2 separate regions of the Athene noctua genome follow, and region 2 is linked to region 1. The links are chromatin contacts, called in public Hi-C maps. All regions are on one chromosome and are shown on one strand. Each heading gives the region's core, a stretch centred on a gene start, on an enhancer-like site or on the middle of the called end of the contact. The rest is flanking DNA. Distances are from core to core; before and after follow the strand shown. Region 1 holds the start of THOC1 (THO complex subunit 1). Region 2 holds the start of YES1 (YES proto-oncogene 1, Src family tyrosine kinase).

Evidence for each region. A called contact is a pair of places that touch in the nucleus more often than the background predicts.
Region 2: a Hi-C map of heart shows a contact between it and region 1, with 3 times the contacts expected there. The contact joins the promoter of YES1 here to the promoter of THOC1 in region 1. A contact is called at or near these places in 2 of 2 Hi-C or Micro-C datasets (heart and liver).

What each region holds. Positions count from the first base shown.
Region 1 is chr2:52,879,270-52,885,632 of bAthNoc1.hap1.1, forward strand. It overlaps THOC1 (THO complex subunit 1), which reads right to left and starts at 1,567. Exons shown (of 22, transcript XM_074897755.1): 1 at 1,407-1,567; 2 at 558-631; 3 at 392-452. The coding sequence starts at 1,499.
Region 2 is chr2:53,161,556-53,168,571 of bAthNoc1.hap1.1, forward strand. YES1 (YES proto-oncogene 1, Src family tyrosine kinase) reads right to left here and starts at 4,590. Exons shown (of 12, transcript XM_074899122.1): 1 at 4,392-4,590.

The sequences.
Region 1 (6,363 bases), core at 317-2,816:
GATTCCTTTCATCATTCTTCTCAGTCAACAGGCAGCTTTGTTATATGCTAGTACCAGATAACCCACTCCACCCCACTCTTATAACTGTAGAATAATGCATATTTATGAACTAGAATTTTTAAGATGTGGCAGATTTTCATAAGCATTACATGCTGGAAAAGGCTAAACCAACACCTTTCACTACAGTGTGCTATCTGTAAAATACTGCCATGCTGTCCTACCTACCAATCTATCATCTATATTTGATCTTAATCAGGTAACTTCTACACAATTCATGCTTTTAATAAACAGTATTATACTAAAGTAAGTTGCTGTTAAATTAATATATTAACTTAAAAATAGAAATTTGAGTTTTAGTAAGAGATAAACTGTAGCAGTTTAAAGTACTTACTATTTCTTCTTCTACAATAACTCTAAATGCTTGATCCAAGGTACACTTCTTTTCATTTTCACTGCAAATGCAAACATTCCACATCAGTTAATAACGAATACTAAGGACAAGATTACTAAAAATTATCTGAATAGGCACCTTTTAAAACCAAGCAACATTTACCTACCTCCCAGGAATCTGGTTAAATGCGTTCAACAATGGCTTGATACTTTTGTTATTCAGAGCCTCTCTGGTGGATGTCTACCAAAATGTAAAGAAAGAGAAGTCAGAAAACCAGTACAAAACCAGAAGGATCTCCTCCTTCCTCTGACAGCAGTAGTATTTTTAAGCGAAACACGGAGGAATACACTGTTGTGACCAATGCTGTATCTACAACAGTCTCAAGTCACCCCCCCACAACTGCCCCCGCCTCACAGGCAGGTTAAAGTGATTTGGAACATGACACCCGATAAGAAGATGGTGGGAAAGATTACTACATCCTGTAACAAAATCCACCTAATGGAGCAAGTTTCTGTGCCTCGACTCCTTCTGTGCAAATCCCATCCTCCTGCCCAACAAACGAGGCTGCAAGAGGCCGGGATCCAGAGGCCTGGGTGCGCATCCAACCCCACCTGCCACCTGCCCTAGCAACGGAAAAGCGAGAGGCGCAAAAGAGACAAGCGCGTTGCTACGGTCGTTTTGTTGCGGCGGTTACACCGTATTTTTTATTTTACGTTAATTTTAGTTAACTGAACAGCAGAGCCTCCCCTTGGCGAGCTAGACCGAGCCTGTACGAAGCCCCGTCGCCCAACTTCACGTGGCCTGCCCTGAACGCCCGCTAAAGGAGAGGCCGAGCCCCTCCGGAGGGGGAGCCCTGGCCGGGCCTGCGGAAGGGCAGGGGGCGGGCGGCGCCCGCTGAGGCAGAGCCCTACCCCGGCGCGCAGGCGCAGCCTGCCTCCCGCCCCGTCCCCCTCCGCGCGGTAGCGAGGGAGAGGAGCCTCCAAGCCGGCCCGCCCGCGCTCGTGCCCGGCCTCACCGTGAAGCGGAGCCGCGCCTCGGGCAGGCTGAAGAGCGGCGGCGACATTGCTCCAACGGAACGACGCTCCGCAGCGCGCGCCGATGACGCCATGCTCCCACAACGGCTCTGCCCCCAACGGCTCTGACAACGTCCCGAGAGGCCACGCCTCCTCCCCGATAGGCCACGCCTCTTCCCCGCTAGGCCACGCCTCCTCCGCTAGGCCACGCCTCCTCCACCCCGCCCCCCGCCGGAGCCTCGCTCTCTCCTCCCGCCGGAGCGCGCGCGGGGGCGCATGCGCGCGGGGCGGCCTCCGTGGATGGAGGCGGGAGAGGGGGAGGCAGCGTCAGGCCGCGGCGTTTGGTTGTGGGCTGCTGTCGTAGTGAAAACGGCTTTAAAAGGTTTACGTGTGGCGGAGTGACGGATGCGGAGGGGGTTCTTCTAGCCACCGTGTTGTCCGAAAAGTGGGTTCGTCGCCCGATGTGCACTAGGTCAATAATCACACAGCCAGGAGAGACGCTGCTTATTTATTTTAGGGTTGTGCAAGCCCAGGTGCTCGGTGGCTTCCCACGAATCAGACACACCAGAGGGACTTGTCGTGCTGTATTCATACACAAAACTTGAAGAAATTAGTAATTCTCCAAGTCCATCCTCTCTGTGATGATTGCTTAGTAATTTACATGCAATTATAATACTGCTGACACAATAGTCCTACTACGATGCATGCTCAGGGGCAGGGTCTTCACCTGGGCAAGGGTCTTCTGGACCTATAGACATAATTATTAGTATTACAATGAGAGTAGTTCAGCTAAGGATGCATGGACCTTGCTTGCCAAGTTGGCAATGTACCCTTTTCAAGATCTAATTGCTCCAGGATGTCCTTGCTCAAAGAAGGCAATTTACTTCTTCTTCTGATTAGGGATGCCTTTGACTTTCTTTCTTGATCTCAGCATAATATTGCTACATTGTTCTAAAAGTTCAACCTTCAACAACTGCAAAGCCACGATCTACCACCATCTTCAAAGTATCACTGAAGGAAGAATAATAAGGAATTTTCATATCGTCAGTAAAATCACCTCAGCGCCAGCAGTTCACAGGTTGAACAATATCCTACAGATACCTCCTCCCGAGTCTCTTTTAATGGAAGCTTAATCATTGCTTCACTGGCAAATGTCCTGCAAAAATAAACAAATGTTTATTGTGGAATTCATATTTTTTCTGGCCCAGCTCCTTTAAAGACCACTTCTTCTAGCTAGCCTAAATAATGGTGGTTCCCAAACTTGGCTCTTTGACGGTTCATTTCCAGGCTTGGGATGCCTTGTCTTCCATTCTCATGTCCAAGCTTGCAGCTATGATTTGGGAACCCTTGCTGTGTGGTGTTCAGCCATAAACCAAATATATTCTTCATCAGCCTTCTCCTAGGACTCTCAAGGGCACCACGAAACTGACTGGAGATACTGTTTTCTCCCACCACTTCTGCTTTACTTTTTGCTGTCAAAGCAAAGGGATTTGACCTTCTTTTCCTGCTGGAAGAAAACGTCCCAAACCAAACACAACCCCCCCCACACACCTTTTTTCTTACCAGTGTTGAAATTTCTTAAGCAATCACCATCACTAAAAAGCCAGCTATGGCTGGCTGATCCTGCCCAGCCCATTCTGGTGATAAATGGCTCTCAAGGTGTGTGACTAGCACTAAACAAACCGGTCTAAGTCTGTTTAGACTGTCACCGTGTTCCTGGGTGTGTGACTGCCCTTAAATCTAAATTCCTCCACACAGCACATCTGTGTTGCAACACTGAGTGGGTTTCTTTAACCCCTGGAAGAAAAAGCTATGTTATTTGATGAAGGTAGGCTTCTTCCCCTCGTATGTAGAGACATGCCAGTCCCAATTCACTGGGCGAGGAGCACTGCCAGAAACCCTGGGGGCTCTGTGAGGGGAAGATCTCTTAACGCATGTGTGCTGGTTTTGGCTGGGGTAGAGTTAATTTTCAATATAGTAGCTAGGAGGGGGCTATGTTTTGGATTTGTTCTGGAAACAGTGTGGATAATTCAGGGATGTTTTCCTTATTGCTGAGCCATGCTTACACAGGGTCAAGGCCTTTTCTGCTTCTCACCCCACCCCACCAGCGAATAGGCTGGGGGTGCACAAGAAGTTGGGAGGGGACAGCTGACCCCAAACGACCAAAGGGATATCCCATACCATATGATGTCATGCTCAGCACATGAAGCTGGGGGAAGAAGAAGGAAGGGGGGGGTGTCAGGAGTGATGAAGTTTATTTTCCCAAGTCACCGTTATGCGTGATGGAGCCCTGCTTCCCTGGAGATGGCTGAACACCTGCCTGCCCATGGGAAGTGGTGAATGAATTCCTTGTTTTGCTTTGCTTGCGTGAGTGGCTTTTGCTTTACTTATTAAATTGTCTTTATCTCAACCCATGAATTTTCTCACTTTTATTCTTCTGAGTCTTCCCCCCCATCCCACTGTCAGGGAGTGAATGAGTGGCTGTGTGGTGCTTAGTTGCCAGCTGGGGTTAAACCACATCAGCATGTGGTATTCTTTCTCAGCACCCTTTGACCATCCTTTTCTAGCCACTTTGGGTTGTGATTCCCCAAGCAGCTGAACCACTGGTTTCTTACCACCAAAGGGAGAAGTACACTTAGATGCTGTTCCGCTGGAGATGACTCCTAATGCATAGACTCTGACCTTGTCAGAATTATTGTGACATCCCACTGAGGTCCCATATTATTTCTACCTGAAGAGGTTACTGTAGCTCTAGCCAAAAATATGTAGTTGCTACAAGAAAATATAGAATATTATGAAAAGTGCAATTTTGCTGGAAATATTTCTGTGTTGCTTTTTTTTTTTTTTTAATTGAGAAAATCATGCACAATTTTATATAGATTTAAATTTGAAATATATGGCTATCGTTTCATTTTTGGCTTTGGTTTATTTGGTTTTGTTGTTTTTTAAAACCTCTCCTTGCCCTTCAATTCCCTTCTCTTCCCCCCCCCCCCCCCCCCCCCCATAATTTTAAATAAGAAAAGCATTGTCTCATTTAGTTGGAATTTATTTGGAAATTCCCCCCTCCCCCCAATATATAGTAGAGGAAAAGTTTGTCACAAATTATCCAATTTTCAAATTGAAAATAGCTTTTTAAGCCCCAGCCTGTTCTACTTTACAGTTGGAAATACAAGGAGGAGTTCAGGTACCTAAAGAAAGGTGCCCAGTGACCTGTTAAACATCCCTGGGTACGGGAGACATCTACACATTGCTGACAGATGAGAGTGTGAGGCATGAGACCTGCATCCTTCTGAAGCAGCAACTGGAGGCCTTGACACCCTTCCACATCTAAACCAGCACTAACGACCTGAATCGCATCCACAGGAGTTAAGGTGGGATTCATCTCTCTGCCCTGTAGATGTCTATGCTGAGCTTGTCCTTTGTGCTTCATGTGGAGAGGGAGGGTTCGGCTCATCTCCCAGGCATGAGTCTCAGCTTAAAGCACCTGGGTTTAAGGCAGGGGGGGAATATGACCCTGTCAATGCCTGTTTCTCTACATTCACCAAAATGATCTGATTTAGACAACTAAATTTAGGTGAGGTGAATCCTACCTCAGGTGACATTTTTTCCTTTTTAGATGATACGCATAAAGACAGCTCAGGGATGACACTATGCAAAACATGTAGGAAATACGTACAGAAAATTGTTTTGCTAAATAGCATGGAAGATATTTTCATTTTCTTGTGTCCCTTCCTACTTTTGCTGTCAGGAGAAGCTGAGCCTGCCCTGATTCAAATACAAATGAGCTCATTCCGTAACTTTTTCTTAGCTAAATCTCATGGTAAGCACAATGGTCACCTGTCTTTTTCACACAGATATGATGGCCTCCTGGGAAGGCTGGATGAGACATTTCTTATTTCTGTTGACCTCGCCATCCTCACCAGCACATGAACAACTCGCAGAGGCCAGAGTACCATAAGCAATTTATTTCCCCACCCAGGTATGGTACCACGCTGAGAACAGTAACAACACGTTAGCCTAACAATACTGAGGAAACTCCCAGTGGAGCAAGAACATTGTTTCTGAGTTACAAATGACCACTTTTTGTGGAGGAGCATTGTTTTCAGATGAACTACAAATTGGCTGTTTTTTGAGCAAGAACACTGCTTTCAGTTGAGTTTCAAGTCACCATTTTTTGTCCCAGGAAATAGCAATATTGGCCTTTTTTAAGTTGCTGAATTGGTCTGCACTGCAGATACCTTACCAGCCAATCAGTCTTTTCTCCTCTTAACTCTCCTTCTTTAGTAGTCATTTATCTTTTAAATCACTAGGAGAGTGTGAGGAATTCAGCTCAGCACTGAAGCCCTCCATGTCATGGATCTTGCTCTTTTCCAGTCCTGTAACCTTGGGCTTTGGACAGTTTTGCTCTCTGAAGCATGACAAGTGCAGGCAGCCCTCCTGCCCATCCCTATCTCTTTGCATGAGTATTTCAGTGGTTGTATTCTGCTGTTGTCTCTGAATCTCTGAAAGCAACATGCTCAGCTGGGGTGTCCCTGAGTTATGGCATGCAGTGCTCCCGTATATGCTTTGATTTCTATTAACAGGCTAAAGCAGAAGTCCTTTCCTGCATCCAGCTTTGTGGACTGGAGGTTCCACCTTTTCTCTACCGTGCACCAGCAGTCTGGGACAAGTCCTAAGTGCCTTGCTTGGCAGAGAGGATGGCCCATACGCTTTGGATTGAGCTGGCTGGGTCAGCACATTAGCTCACCTGCACCTGCCCATGGTCTCTGCAGGCTCTCTCGTTTATGTGTCCATTGCTCCCAGAATCCCTTCCAGCAGCTGAGCCTCCTGGGCCAAAGCAGTGTGGGGTCAAGTGTGCATTTTGGAGGGTAGGTGTAAGAGGCAGCAGGAAACCATTCAATCAGCAAAGTTGCTTGAAAGAATTACTGGGAGCATTAGACAATGACTGCTGTTGCTAAG
Region 2 (7,016 bases), core at 3,340-5,839, 290 kb after region 1:
CAAAGATTTACTTATGTGGGTGTGTTTACTCAACTTCACTGTCAACAGAAATAAATGAAGTTATTCACTTTTGTAAGCCTGGTCTAGCTGATCCTAAAATCTGGATTGAAGGGGTGGCTCAACACTTCTGAAGAATCATTTATTTTTCCCAGACTTCTCTATAGACTTCTGGTGTGAAGAAAGCCACATAACCATCTATCTCAAGCCACAGAAGTTTTTCATCCCCCTGAAGTACCAACCTGAAAGACAAATTTTTCTGAAGTTCAGTAGCACCATCAGAATTCAGAATTTACGTAAACATTTAAGATACAGATGTAGTCAACATAAATACTTATTAGAGTCTCACACAACACTATTGTAATAGCATTTGCCTTCCAAAAATACAAAGATAAAATACAGCCAAGTTAGCTAAAAAATTTATCTGATTTCCTATGCAACATCTTAGAGCACTCAAGAAGCTGAAATACAGATGATGCCAGTCTGACATTTTAGTGGTCATTACCTCCTCGGCACTCTCCAACCATAGCCTGTAACATTACCTAATGCTACAGTCAAGAAAAATCGAAACACCACCCCAGTCTCGGCCACTACAGTCGATGCAGCCTTGGATCCGCTCTACCAATGATCCCTGCAGCAGTATCCCGCTGGGCTGTGGGGCTCGGATCTAAGCCAGGGCTAGCAGCCCTTGCAGGAGACCCTCAGCTCAGTGGCTTATTTCAGCTGAGCGTGACTTTGAACCCAATGACTTTTGGGACATGGCATGAAACCCAATGCTCTGTGCAGGTGCCTACCCAAAGTGACAACGGAAGGAGTATTTTCCATCCTATTTCCAGTTAACCTTTACATTTTTAAATAATGTGTTCAAATCTAAAGGAAACAAAACTCATGCGTAAGTAGTAATGTTTACTTATTTAATGTCTAGCATTAACGTTACTATCATCTTGATGTCTGATCCTGCAAGCAGCCATGCACGTTAACTTTACCTAAGAGTGCAGTCCCACTTGTTTCAGTAACTTGCTTTGGTGCCAGTTTCTGCTTTGATGCACTGGCACCATTAAGAATAAACTCACATAGGTGGAAAATGCAGTAATGACCTCCTAAAACCTAAAATTAAACCTGTCCTACAGTTAGTTGATAGCATCTTTTCACTATGACTTTTTCCCTACTAAATTCAGCATACACATGGGAATTTGTCCAGGTTTGCCTTCAAAACCTGGCAATTGATAATACAATCTGGAACTCTACAGCTCTAAGTCATTGGTTTGAATGCAGACGGGGACTGTAGTTATTGAAAGAAGTTACCATATGGCAACCGTAAAGCAGTTTGTATTAAAAAAAAAAGAAAAAATTAGTGGCTGCCACATCATAAAATCCATCACTATAAAACAGCACCCTACTGGCATTCTCAAGGAGAACGAAAATGAGATAAATGCTGAAAATGAACTATCTACTTGTATTTGGAGGTGGCTTCTCTGGGACAAAAACTAAACCATTCTGTTCCAGTAGTTTGAGAAAGTACATTTCTCCCTCAGTAATCAATCTGTTCCATCAACTAGCAGAGGACTTCCAGTACTAGAAGCCTGAAAACTTTGACGAGGGCTTCACAGAAACCAGACTGTGTATATATGCACAGAAGGTGTCCTATCTGAAAAAGGCTGCTTGATGTGACGCAGCAGAATAAGGACGCATTCCTAAAGTAGTCCTTGTGTTAATGCTGACACCAATTTTTAGACTAACATCAAGGTAGCTTACTCAAATTGCCATCAAAGTTCAAGGCAAAACAGCTGGATCGAAGAAGGGAATACAGATGCAATAATGTGTTTCTTTTAACGAACGGTTTGAACATAAGGAATTATCTATTGAAAATATACAGCTTTTGTCCGCAGATAGCACATATAGAAAAGTAAACCCATACAGTTACATTGTTCATAAAGTAAACTTTGACCACGTAAACTGACGTGTGCCAAACGGCAGACTTTCACATCACTGTCACATGACGGCCTTCCTTTATCAGAGCAAAGAGAGTGCCAATTTCATCCTTCACAAGCTGCAGGAAGTATGCAAAGCTCAATATAAAGAATATTCCGCTAGTGCAGAAGTGTGGTTCTCTGCCCTGCTACGTGAATATTGATTATAAAAGCTAAAAATTGTGAACTGCAGTTTTTCAGTAATTCTGTCTGTAGAGAAGTCTGGGAAAAAGAAATGTACACAAAACACCAAAGATATATTAAATTATTTTTCTAGTTATTTCAAATAATGTAGCAATTTAAATGTACTTTCAGTTCCGTCTATTTGTTTCATAGCCAAAGAACTATTGTTAGGTAATAAATATTCCCTTGAAAATCTCTCTTTATAACACAAAACGCAGATTAAATCTACCTTGGGCTCACTACTCCCATTCTGAATGAAGTTCTTCATGTTACAAAGACCGGTTCTGGGGTCCAGATATTAAAAAGCTATTGAAAACTGGACCAGTAGCTCTGTGAGCAGCAAAACCAGGGAGGCCCATTTCCTGCATCAATTTCCAGCTTGAGATGTGTTGACATAAACTCTCCTGTGTGCAGGTTAAGAGCTTTCTTCTACCTGGCTTCCTTACTTTCACAAATTTTATAGAAATTGCTCATCCGGGAGACCTCTGCTGCCAACTTTGTTTGAAATTGGCTAACAGCCAGAAGAGTTATTAGAGGGACTGATGGCACACACATACTGCAGTTTCATTTGAGCTGCACCTCCCGAGGAAATAAAGCTAACAAAACCTGTGGAATAATTACTGGCAATCACATACCAACTACACTCCTGGTATGGCTGGGTCTTTTTCTCTGAAATTCAGCACAGCTCTCTTTCTGTTCCCCTCACAGATGCTACCTCGTCCCAAAATTAACCCCGGCACCCGGCCTGTGAAAAACACACCAATAATCTCCGCTCCATGTTTAGCGGGAACCTTGTGCAGCTAAATTTAAAGCCATGTATCAGAAACATGAGTGAAATTGCAATTTTTATATGCACGAAGCCTGCAAAAACATAGCGTTAGGGCAAAGCTGTACTACCTACTGACAGAGATACCACAAGTGTAACTGACAAGGCAATTTTATCAGAAACCCATCTTCTTCACGGGCTTACTTTCCAAAAATGAAAGAAAAAGACGCTAAGGTAAACTTTTGTATTTTGCTTCCCCGACTAAAGGTCAATTTTGCTTGCACAATTTTCCTGAAACTTCATTCAGCCATCTATGAGTTATTGAGAGAAATACAATACACCTTCCTTGGCAACACACCATAAGTTTTAAACTGGTTTTGGATCATTCGGCCAGTTTAAAGAAATCCAAACGTCTACTTTTTAATGAACGAGCAGCCTCCGCTTTGGGTTAAATCCAGCGGGTACATCTGAACACGCTTTCTTAAACAACCTGAGGTTCGGAAATATTTCTATCCTAGTTTTCCCAGCGCAAAGCGGCCCGTACCCACACGCGTAGCAGACACGGGGAACAGACCGTTCCGAAGTGAATGCGATAAACCCGACCGTTTGCAGTATTGTACAATGGAGAAGCCGCCACGCCGGCCCTCGGCCCCAGGGATGTGCGCGCAACTTCCCGCGCAGCACGCCTGCGGGTCCGCACAGCGCGGAAAGTTACGCGCAGCCTCCGCAGGGATTGGGGCCTCCGTGTGTCCCGATACATTTGGTTTAACGCGTGGGGAAGGCTACGAGGCTTGATGAAGTGTGACGATCAAACATTTAAATTAATGACTCAGAAATTTAAAGCAGGCGCGTTCCTGCTCGGCGCAGGGATACAAACCGGAACAGCGAGGAGAGAAAAAAAAAAAAAAAAAAGAAAATAATTCCACGCAGGCCAAGCTACGGGCGACTCGCAATTTCCTGGATTTTCCCCTTTTACATCCTGCGACCGCGGCCGGCGGTGCCGGCGCTCGGCTGTCTGCGCCCGGGCGCTGAGCCGGGACCGGCTCACTCCGCTCACCGGCCCGGGCGGGGAACGAGCGACCGCCCGCGATCGCGGCAGCCGGGCGGGAAGGGGCCGCGGCGGGAGTCCGGCGGCGGGGGCCTCCCCTCACAAACTTACTTCCATCCGCCCGCCCCCCGCAGCCAGCCCGGCCCAGCCCCGGGCGGCCGCGGCTCCCCCCGACCCCTGGCCCCGCGGGCGGGGGCTCGGGCCCAGGGGAAAGTTGCTCAGAAACTTTCTGTGGAGAAAGGGGCCGGGGGGGGGGGACGCCCCCTCCCTTCCCCGTCCCCCCCTCCCCCGGGGCGCGGCGGCGGGGCCGCCCGGCGGGGAGAAGCCGGGGGCGGGCGGCCGGGGCCTAGCGCCTCGGCGGGCGCCGCCGCCATCGCGGCCGCCTCTCCCGCGGGGCGGGGGAGCGGGGACGCGGCCGGGTCCTCACCTGCCTCTCCGCGGCGTGGCGGGTGGGAGAAGGAGGGGGGGAGGGAAGGAAGCGGGGCCCCCCCCGCTCCTCCCGGAGCCGCGGCGACCCGGGGAGGGAAGGGGGGGAGGAGGGGAAGGGAGGAGGGACGAGGAGCAGGAGGAGGGAGCCCGGCGCTCCGGTGCGTGCGGGGAGCCGGAGCCTCGCTGCGGGAGGAGGAGGAGACTCCCCGCCCCTACGGCCGGGCTCTCCGGCGGGCACCGCGGCCCCTCCTCCGCCGCGCAGCTGCCCCCGCCCCCGCTGCCGCCCCATGCGCCCCGGGCCCGGCTCCGGCTTGCCGCGCCTCCCGGCCGGGGCAGCGGCCCCACGCCCGACTCGGAGGCTGCGGGGAGGAGCCGGGCGGCCCCCGCGGAGCCGGGCTGGCGGCTGCCCCCTCCTCCTCCTCCGCGCCGCTGCGCACGGAGCCAACATGGTGGCGGAGCGGCGGGCGTCCGCTCCCCCAACGGCGGCGGGGAGGGAGCCGGGGCTTGCCCTGCCCTGCGCTGCTCTGCCCTGTGCTGCCCTGCGGCTTCGGGGGCGAGGCGTGGGCCGAGGGCAGCCGCCTGCCCCCGTCCTTGTCTCCCGGGGCTGGGCGGTGGGACCTTTGGCGGGGTAAATGGCGGGGGGCGGCCGAGCCGCTGGGCTGCTTCCCCGCTTCCCGCCGTGTCGGGCGGGTGAGCGCGGTGAGCCTCTCTCGCCGCAGAAGCTGAACCTGAAAGATTTCGGCAGCGGAGCCCTTCGGCGTGGTGTGGGAAAGGCGAACAAAAATAACTTTTAAACTCCTCAACCCGGCATTTCCAGGTGGGCCGTGGCTTAGGCTTGGTAGATTGCATTTCTTTGAGTCAAACCGATGCGAAACGGTCCTGGTGAAGCGCGGGTAGCGCCGGGGGCTGAGGAGCTGTCGCGACAGGCGTGGAATAGCGCTTGCGGCTTGGGAAAGCCCGGTGCTGCACCGCTGCGCTGCGATAAACCTGTCGCCCGAACACTGAGCAAACAAAGAACAAGCCTATAGATAACGCACCAGTAACTCCCTGGTATTTTATGTTATGGGTGGTTTCCCACTTAGCAATTTCTAGAAGTCAGCGTTTCGCATTTTCAGAAAAATAAGAAACAGAATTTGTGTCCAGGTGGGCTTCACGGAGAAAGGTTGTGGAAATGCCGCTAGCTTTCAGAACTGCAGACTGCAGGAAGAAGCCAAAAGAAAATTTAAAAAGGCCCCTAAGGAATGGGCAGTTCTCTTTCAGCATTGTCTTTTATTGTTTTCAGCTCTCTAATAGTCAAATTTGGCACCGGAATAGCATTTATGTCTCTTGCCTCTTTATGTGGTTCAAAGGCAGACTATAAAAAAGTAATTGTATTGATCGTTAATGATAATCTAATATAATAATTTTTTAATCTTAAAAAAAAAATATTGAAACGGGATGTCCTAATTTATCTTCCAGGCAATGCTGTGGAGTAAGGCCATTTTTCTTTTTTAATTTAAGATAAAGCAAATACATGCATTTGCTTTTACAGGACCATAAATACACTAAGCAGTTAACAAAATACAAAAAAGCAAAAGTGTTTTAGATTTGGAGACTACTTACCATAAATCATACTCATGCAATCCCGTTAGAGTGGTGCAGTTTATCATGTTCCTGTTCTGCCAGGAGCCTAAATCACATTATACAGAATGGATTTTTAATTTAGAAATCAACAGCAAATCTTATAAATTGACCTGGGCAATGAATTACTTAACTGAGGAGGAGTGTTTTCAGGCTGGTTGGAGCTCTGGAACTGCCACAGCTTCATGGCACTGGCTGAGTTTACGGTAGTCTTGAGTGAGAGCAAGGTTTGACTTCCAGTATCAAGTGTTATGTTTTTTTATACACAGGCAAGCATTGCTGTGTGGTTAATTTTACAGCGCAATGGTAAAACTTCACTATCTGAAAAAATGAGCCCTACGAATATCATCATCTTCATTATGCTTCGAAGTTAATAATTTTTCTTAAATTTTTCAGCATCGGACTGAAGCTTTATAGTTAGAGGCATATTGGCTCCCGCTGTCACTGTAAATTGACTTACAGGTTTCAGGCGTGGGGTTGATGGATGGGATTGTGTAGCTGTCCTTGCTCCCAGCACCTGGATGTGCCTGTGTGGCACCAAAAGTATTGTTGGGATTCTCAGTCCATCACACCTCTCCCATTGCTTTCTCTCCTTAGGATGAATATAAGGAAAGTTTAGGTGGGTTTCTGAAAGACTGAACCGTTAACTGTGGCCTCCACTTACTGTTTTACATGTACGTGTGCTGTCAGCTGCCACAGATAGTACTGGGGCTGCGATCGGCTTTGGTTGATAGTGGAGAGACCGGCACACTTAATTTCAAGCACAATGTGATTAAAATAGAGCAGTTGGGGAGAAGACAAGATGACCAGTCCCATAACTGACAGCAAGCTCAGACCCACACCCTATGGGCATGAAAGAATAGATGAGGGTTTGAGTCAGGAGTCTTGGAGGCTAGACATGCTTCTGTTGCAGTGGAAAAATTGGCTGCTTCTTAAAATGTCTTGCACTTGTCACTGATAGTCTGAGCATTCCTCATTTTTATAAGGAAATGTTGAACAGGTG